Regions from separate parts of the Gasterosteus aculeatus genome. Here region 1 is linked to region 2. A link is a contact called in public Hi-C data. All regions are on one chromosome and are shown on one strand. Each heading gives the region's core, a stretch centred on a gene start, on an enhancer-like site or on the middle of the called end of the contact. The rest is flanking DNA. Distances are from core to core; before and after follow the strand shown. Region 1 overlaps LOC120821635 (muscleblind-like protein 1). Region 2 holds the start of LOC120819883 (succinate receptor 1-like).

Region 1 (2,700 bases), core at 157-2,656, 50 kb before region 2:
TAGCATCCAACCAGAAGTGCAAAATAGCAAAAAGTGCAGAGTATGTGCATATGTAAAGTAATGTAAGTGAATAAATAGATATGTATTACCGGAAATGAAAGAACAAAAAACTATTGTGTTTAGAACATGTCAGAACATTTAACAGAATAACAACAGAACAGAATAAATTGATTATTTTGTAGTGTCAGAATTCTTGTCTATGAAATCTCAATTTAACATCTTTACCGCTCCAAAGATGTTTATTTCACTTGAGATTATTCATAAAATTCTTAGCAAAGTAGTTTGTTCAAATTGTCAAATAATGTTTCGTCTGTGTTCTGTTTCAAAAAGGATTTTTCTTCAAATGAACGGAGGCAAAGAAAACACTTTTTATAGATGTGGTCGGGTAAAAATAAAGGAAGAAAATTAAAAGGAAGTGAAAGCGCTTCACTGAACTTCTGCTGCACTCTTCTGGGAGTTGTACAAAGCAAAGACTCACAGGCTCATCTGTGCTACTCCTTTGGAAGCTGTCTCACTTGACGCTGGGTGTTTTACACGGACCAGGGATTTACTATAGATCTCCTCTCAATTGAGACAAATGACTTATAATTCACTTTACTCTTTAAACACTAAAAAACAGAACAGGCCGTAGAAGAGACGCCGCATCGACGTCTGTAACAATAACCTAAACACAGAATGGGACTAATCTGATTCCCAGTGTCTGTAGGCAGTGCAGCGTGTGTCCGGGTGCCTGGAGCCGTGGGCGAGTTTGTTCATCCCACAGCCAACAGCCCGAAAGGGGAGAAGGAAGGAATGTAATTTACAATCTCATAATGCCTGCTCGACTGAACACTCCCCCTGATAGGTGTAATATTTTAGATATCCCCATCACTTCTTTTTTTTACTTCCCCTTCCTCCTTAGTTCCCTCCCTACTAAATCCCCAGTAAATCCCAAGCCCCCATGCCGATATTAGTCCTCCTCATCATTAATACACAACGATTGCAGTGCCGAGGTGCTGCCGGGACCATCTGAGCAGATTCACGTCCGTGTGCAGAATGTGCAAAAGGTAGAATTACGGCTTTTACTCTTCTCTGGCTTCGCTATCCATATCTTCCCATTAATCCTGATAATATTTCTATGGGAGACGGGGAGAGCCACCCTGCGACGACCGCAGTACCACCTCCCGTGCCCATTGCCGCCCACAATGACACCTGCTTTTGCAACCCAGCACGTGCATCGTCACATTCGTCTTCTTCCCCCCCCCCTCTCTCCTCGCCTCGTGTGTCGCTCCGTCGCTCATCTCACTTTTCTGTTTCCGTTCTACCGAGCTACAGCGGGAAAGACACTTTGCATCAGAGAGCAGCAGAATGTCACGACCTCTCCAGCGTTTTCATTGGCCGAGAGCCGAGAGTGAGAGCATTCCCAGCGTGCCGATTGGCCCCAAGGCACACATTAACCACGCTCCATGTCCGGCTCATTCCCTGTGTGGCTGTCACTATTGATCAGTTCTAATTGGCTAATGTCTTTTGATTTTCAAGGCACATTCCCCCTGGGTAACCTGACTCGAGCGTGTCGACTCCAGCTGAGAGAGTGTGTGTGTGTGTGGTTGTTTGCTTGCACGTGTGTCTGTGTGTCTGTGTGTGACAATGGAGATCTTATGGAACATACCCAGATCACTTTTTGAAGGCCATCTGTTCACTGGTTTACAACGGACAACTAAGGCGGCTTAGCAATGTTTTCTTTGTATAATTAATAGATACAATGTGTTTGTGTAATTTGAAAGTTGTCTCTTTGGAAAAGCAACTCTTGATCCCCGTCTATTTCATGTCAACGTGTCCTTGGGAAAAAAAATGCCGCAGTGTCTTTCTTTCCTAAATGTGAAGGTCGGTGCGGTTCTCTTCTCAATCAGCTGTAGCAATAACACCGAGGGGCGTAATCACTTATAATATACATCTGATGCAGAGAACCTCTCATGTGCATCATCATTAATACGTTTTTGTAGATTTTTTCACTCCTTGAGAAGTCATTATCTCATGATGAAGTCAAAATCCTGATTGTTATGCTTGCAGTGATGAGGATATACCTCTCTGCATTGAGAAAGATCATCACCCCGACACCATCCTCCCCCCTCTGTTTTACGGGAATAGGCCCTTTACCTATTGGTGCTGTTTGTTTGTTGAACAATCCGATCCCCAGTGAAGCCCCCACCGATCACCGTCTGCGATGCTAAGGTCGTTCCTGCCCCCTTTCTCTCTGCCGCCCCCCCACCCTGTCCACACAGTGTCAGTGCAGGTTAACTGTGATTCAGTCTGATCCAAAGCAGTGCTCCCTCTGTCTCAGAGTGTACGGCCACCAGTCTGTGGTTCCTCCTTCACCTGTCTGCCCGTCCTGCGCTTGGACGCCGATATGCAGACACGACTACACCTGGATCTCAGGCATTCTCTCGATTGCTCCGCCTTCCTCCATGTCTTGTGTCTCCAACCTTTCGGGGAGTTGTCTGGACTGGACTAAGCTGCGCTCGAAGCCTTTTCAGGGAACAAATGTTAACAATAATTCGTTCCTCATTCAAAGCTACAAAACATGATTTGACCTGTCAGGGTCAATGCTTCTGCATATGCTGGACCCCATCAAATATAGATTCCGAAACTTAAATCCGTTAGTTTCACTTGCTTTTATTTGGCATCCGTTAAATGAAGTGAAGCAGCTGTCACAGAGGCGCT
Region 2 (2,814 bases), core at 305-2,804:
CGACCAACAGACCGCTGTCATTCCAGGCGAGGGTTTGTACGTCGATTCCTTCATACCGAGCTTTCCGCCTGTGCAGGGAAAGATGAAAACAGTACAAATCTTCAGTGACTTTTTCTCACATGCCTTGCAGCAGCAGAGCATGTGCTTTGCTAGGGCCGGCCAACACTGAAAGCTTTGTTGCCAAAATATACAGTCTGCTCCCTATCGAAAGAAACATCATCTAGATGTATTATCCAACCAGGGGAAAGACGGCCGACATTACAAAGAGAATATAAAAGTCAGCATTGTGGTATTGTTTTTGTTAGTAGTTTCGTTATTGACACCATTTAACAAACAAGTACATTGTGCTGCATGTTTTTCTTAAGCCATGATACTTGCTGTACCGGGATTCGTACCTTTGTACGGGTTATACTTGGCGAAAGTCTCCCTGAGGTGTTAAATGCCAGCTGCGCCTGTAATTCGTCCCTTTCCGTCCAACTCACTTTGGTGTTGGGTGGGACATGATGTCATCTAAGTTTGCATTTTTAACTTCTTCTTTTTTAAATCTAATATTCTTTTTTTCTTTTTATCCTTTATTTACTTTTATTCTAGCCCACAGCTTTCTACTTTACACTGTAGAGCTAAATTGTAAATATGTAAATTGAACATGCCATTTTTCTTTTTGTTTGTTTATTTGTCTAGTTTTCCATTGTCTCATTGTCTTACCGTCCGATGTTATGCACAAACGTTATGTCAAATGTCAAAGATATTTTGGCAATTATAGTCTGATTCCTGATTTGTTTTGTTGAGCTTGTTGATGTTAATAATTCCATTGAAGTCAATAATTTTGTTTTCATACTTGATAACAACCAAAACTTGCTCTTACCATGTGCACATCAGAAGACAACATTTAGAAAACGTCTCAGTCAGGAAGGGGATCAGGTTTTATCATTTAGCATTTTAAGAGATGCACTGCTACAATGTTGAGAGTTGAGTGAGAGTAGTTTTAACACATTTAAAGATGGCGCGTGATAACGGGAAGTAGCATATGTGATTTCCTGAAATTCAAGGCCTTCTTGGAAGTTTAAGTCCAAATACTGGAACTAGTTACTGAAAAAAGTGTTTTTCGTTTTGTCATTTGCAGACTTGGCGCTGGCTCTGTTTCAGTGAACTTGAATTTCACCTAATCCTTCTCTTTACTTCTCTTTACTGGGACCTTTAGAGTACAGGTTTATGAAAACAGATGGTCATAACATGGAATAATGGCAATGGCAAATTGTCTTTTTTTAAAGCAATCGTCTTGCATTGTTTTCAAAGAAACTGTTCATTTAAAGATTTCTTTTAAACCATTGAAACAGAACCATGCTGCAATGCACAGCACAGAATGACAGTGACAAGTTGTTGGTTAAAAACTCTGACGGAAACTCTGTGTCTTGGCTCAAGAGGTCTGCCAGCCCTCCCATCTAGAAAGTCATTTATATATAGAGTGTGTGAAAAAATAAGCTGATCTGAAACTAATCTAAAATTAGATATTAATCATCAAGTGTGAAAACAAAAGAGGGGAAAAAAATATGTTTGCGTAGACTGAATTAAATAAGCAAACTTGCAAGCACTTGTGGCCGGAATTGAATTTGCGACATATCCTGTCGCTCTCTTACCAGCATCTTCACTTTATATTTAGAGACGACTCTGCAAGGGGCATTTTGTATCTCAAAACCAGCTGGACAGCTAGCAGAGAGAGAATAGAGTGACCTGATACCTCATTGCCAACATTTTCCCTTTTTTGAAGTGCCGTTTTCTGTTTTTTATTTGGACATATTTTTCACTCTTGGTAAATTGTAAGTACTGTATATCTAAAATAAAGTTAGGAGACATTGATCATTCTCTAAATGATTCTTCCATCCACATAAAGATGACATTTGAAGATAAATAACACTCGCTTATTCAGTATAGGCATCAAAGTATTTCCTCAGTGTATTAAAAATAACTAGGTATTGCGCTCAGTTGCAAGCTTCCATTACTGAGGTGCAGCTGAACTGAAACATGGATGGTTGGCTGATCAGCAATTGACCCATCTGACAGATGAAGACACGGCCGTTGGAGGACAAACACTATGTTACTACTCGTGCCACTAAAAATTTTATTAAGTTTGAAATTACTGTTGAAGCAGTTGATAACAGGTTTAATTTCAAGATCAAATGTTTAACTAATACACGACCATGCATGCATTGTTTATTGGGTATTTCGAAGAGCACATATAACACATCCACTTTAACAAATACACAGACAGAACATGGCTGTGCAGTTATATAGTAACTTATAAAGTCTTCTATGAGCTATTGTTTGGTTGACATCATCTTTCCAAATTTAAAATGCAAATACAACTTAAATTGCTTGTGTGTTTTGTTATCTACGTCATATTAAAGGCATCAGTACCCTGAGAAGCCAGTGTTGACTGTTTCCAGTGTACAGACAGGGGCTGAACCTGCTTTGTACTCCCTACGCACGTTAGCAGCAGCTACTAGAACCACATCATGGTAAGTCTTACACCAACACCACGGTAAAGTTGCATTCCAAAATGTGTTTATGTTAAATCTGTTGTCAAAACATTGTTCATAGGAGTTAGTTCCTATTCTTGCTCGCCTGTTTGATCTGTTTGTTGGATCTTCCCTCCCTTCCCTCATACTTCTCTTCCTCGTCACCTCATTTCTGCCTTATCCTTACCTCATTTTTTATTTTTTATTTCATGTACATTTATGTAAATATTGTATTCTTATTCTTATTTTTATTTTAAAATTGGTCGGCTTTCCGGAAAGGCAAGTACAAGAATTTCAA

The links. A called contact is a pair of places that touch in the nucleus more often than the background predicts.
Region 1: a contact with region 2 is called in a Hi-C map of skeletal muscle, with 7 times the contacts expected there. The contact joins the enhancer-like site here to the promoter of LOC120819883 in region 2. A contact is called at or near these places in 4 of 6 Hi-C or Micro-C datasets (skeletal muscle, tail fin and whole body).

The regions. Positions count from the first base shown.
Region 1 is chr1:11,347,982-11,350,681 of fGasAcu3.hap1.1, reverse strand. All of the region lies in intron 2 of LOC120821635 (muscleblind-like protein 1), which reads right to left. Among protein-coding and RNA genes, the nearest start is that of LOC144400534, 3.6 kb to the left of the region's middle. Within about 2 kb of position 1,406, at least 2 of the 9 cell types and tissues checked have open chromatin away from gene starts, as enhancers often do.
Region 2 is chr1:11,297,888-11,300,701 of fGasAcu3.hap1.1, reverse strand. LOC120819883 (succinate receptor 1-like) reads left to right here and starts at 1,554. Exons shown (of 3, transcript XM_040177653.2): 1 at 1,554-1,817; 2 at 2,406-2,516. The coding sequence starts at 2,514.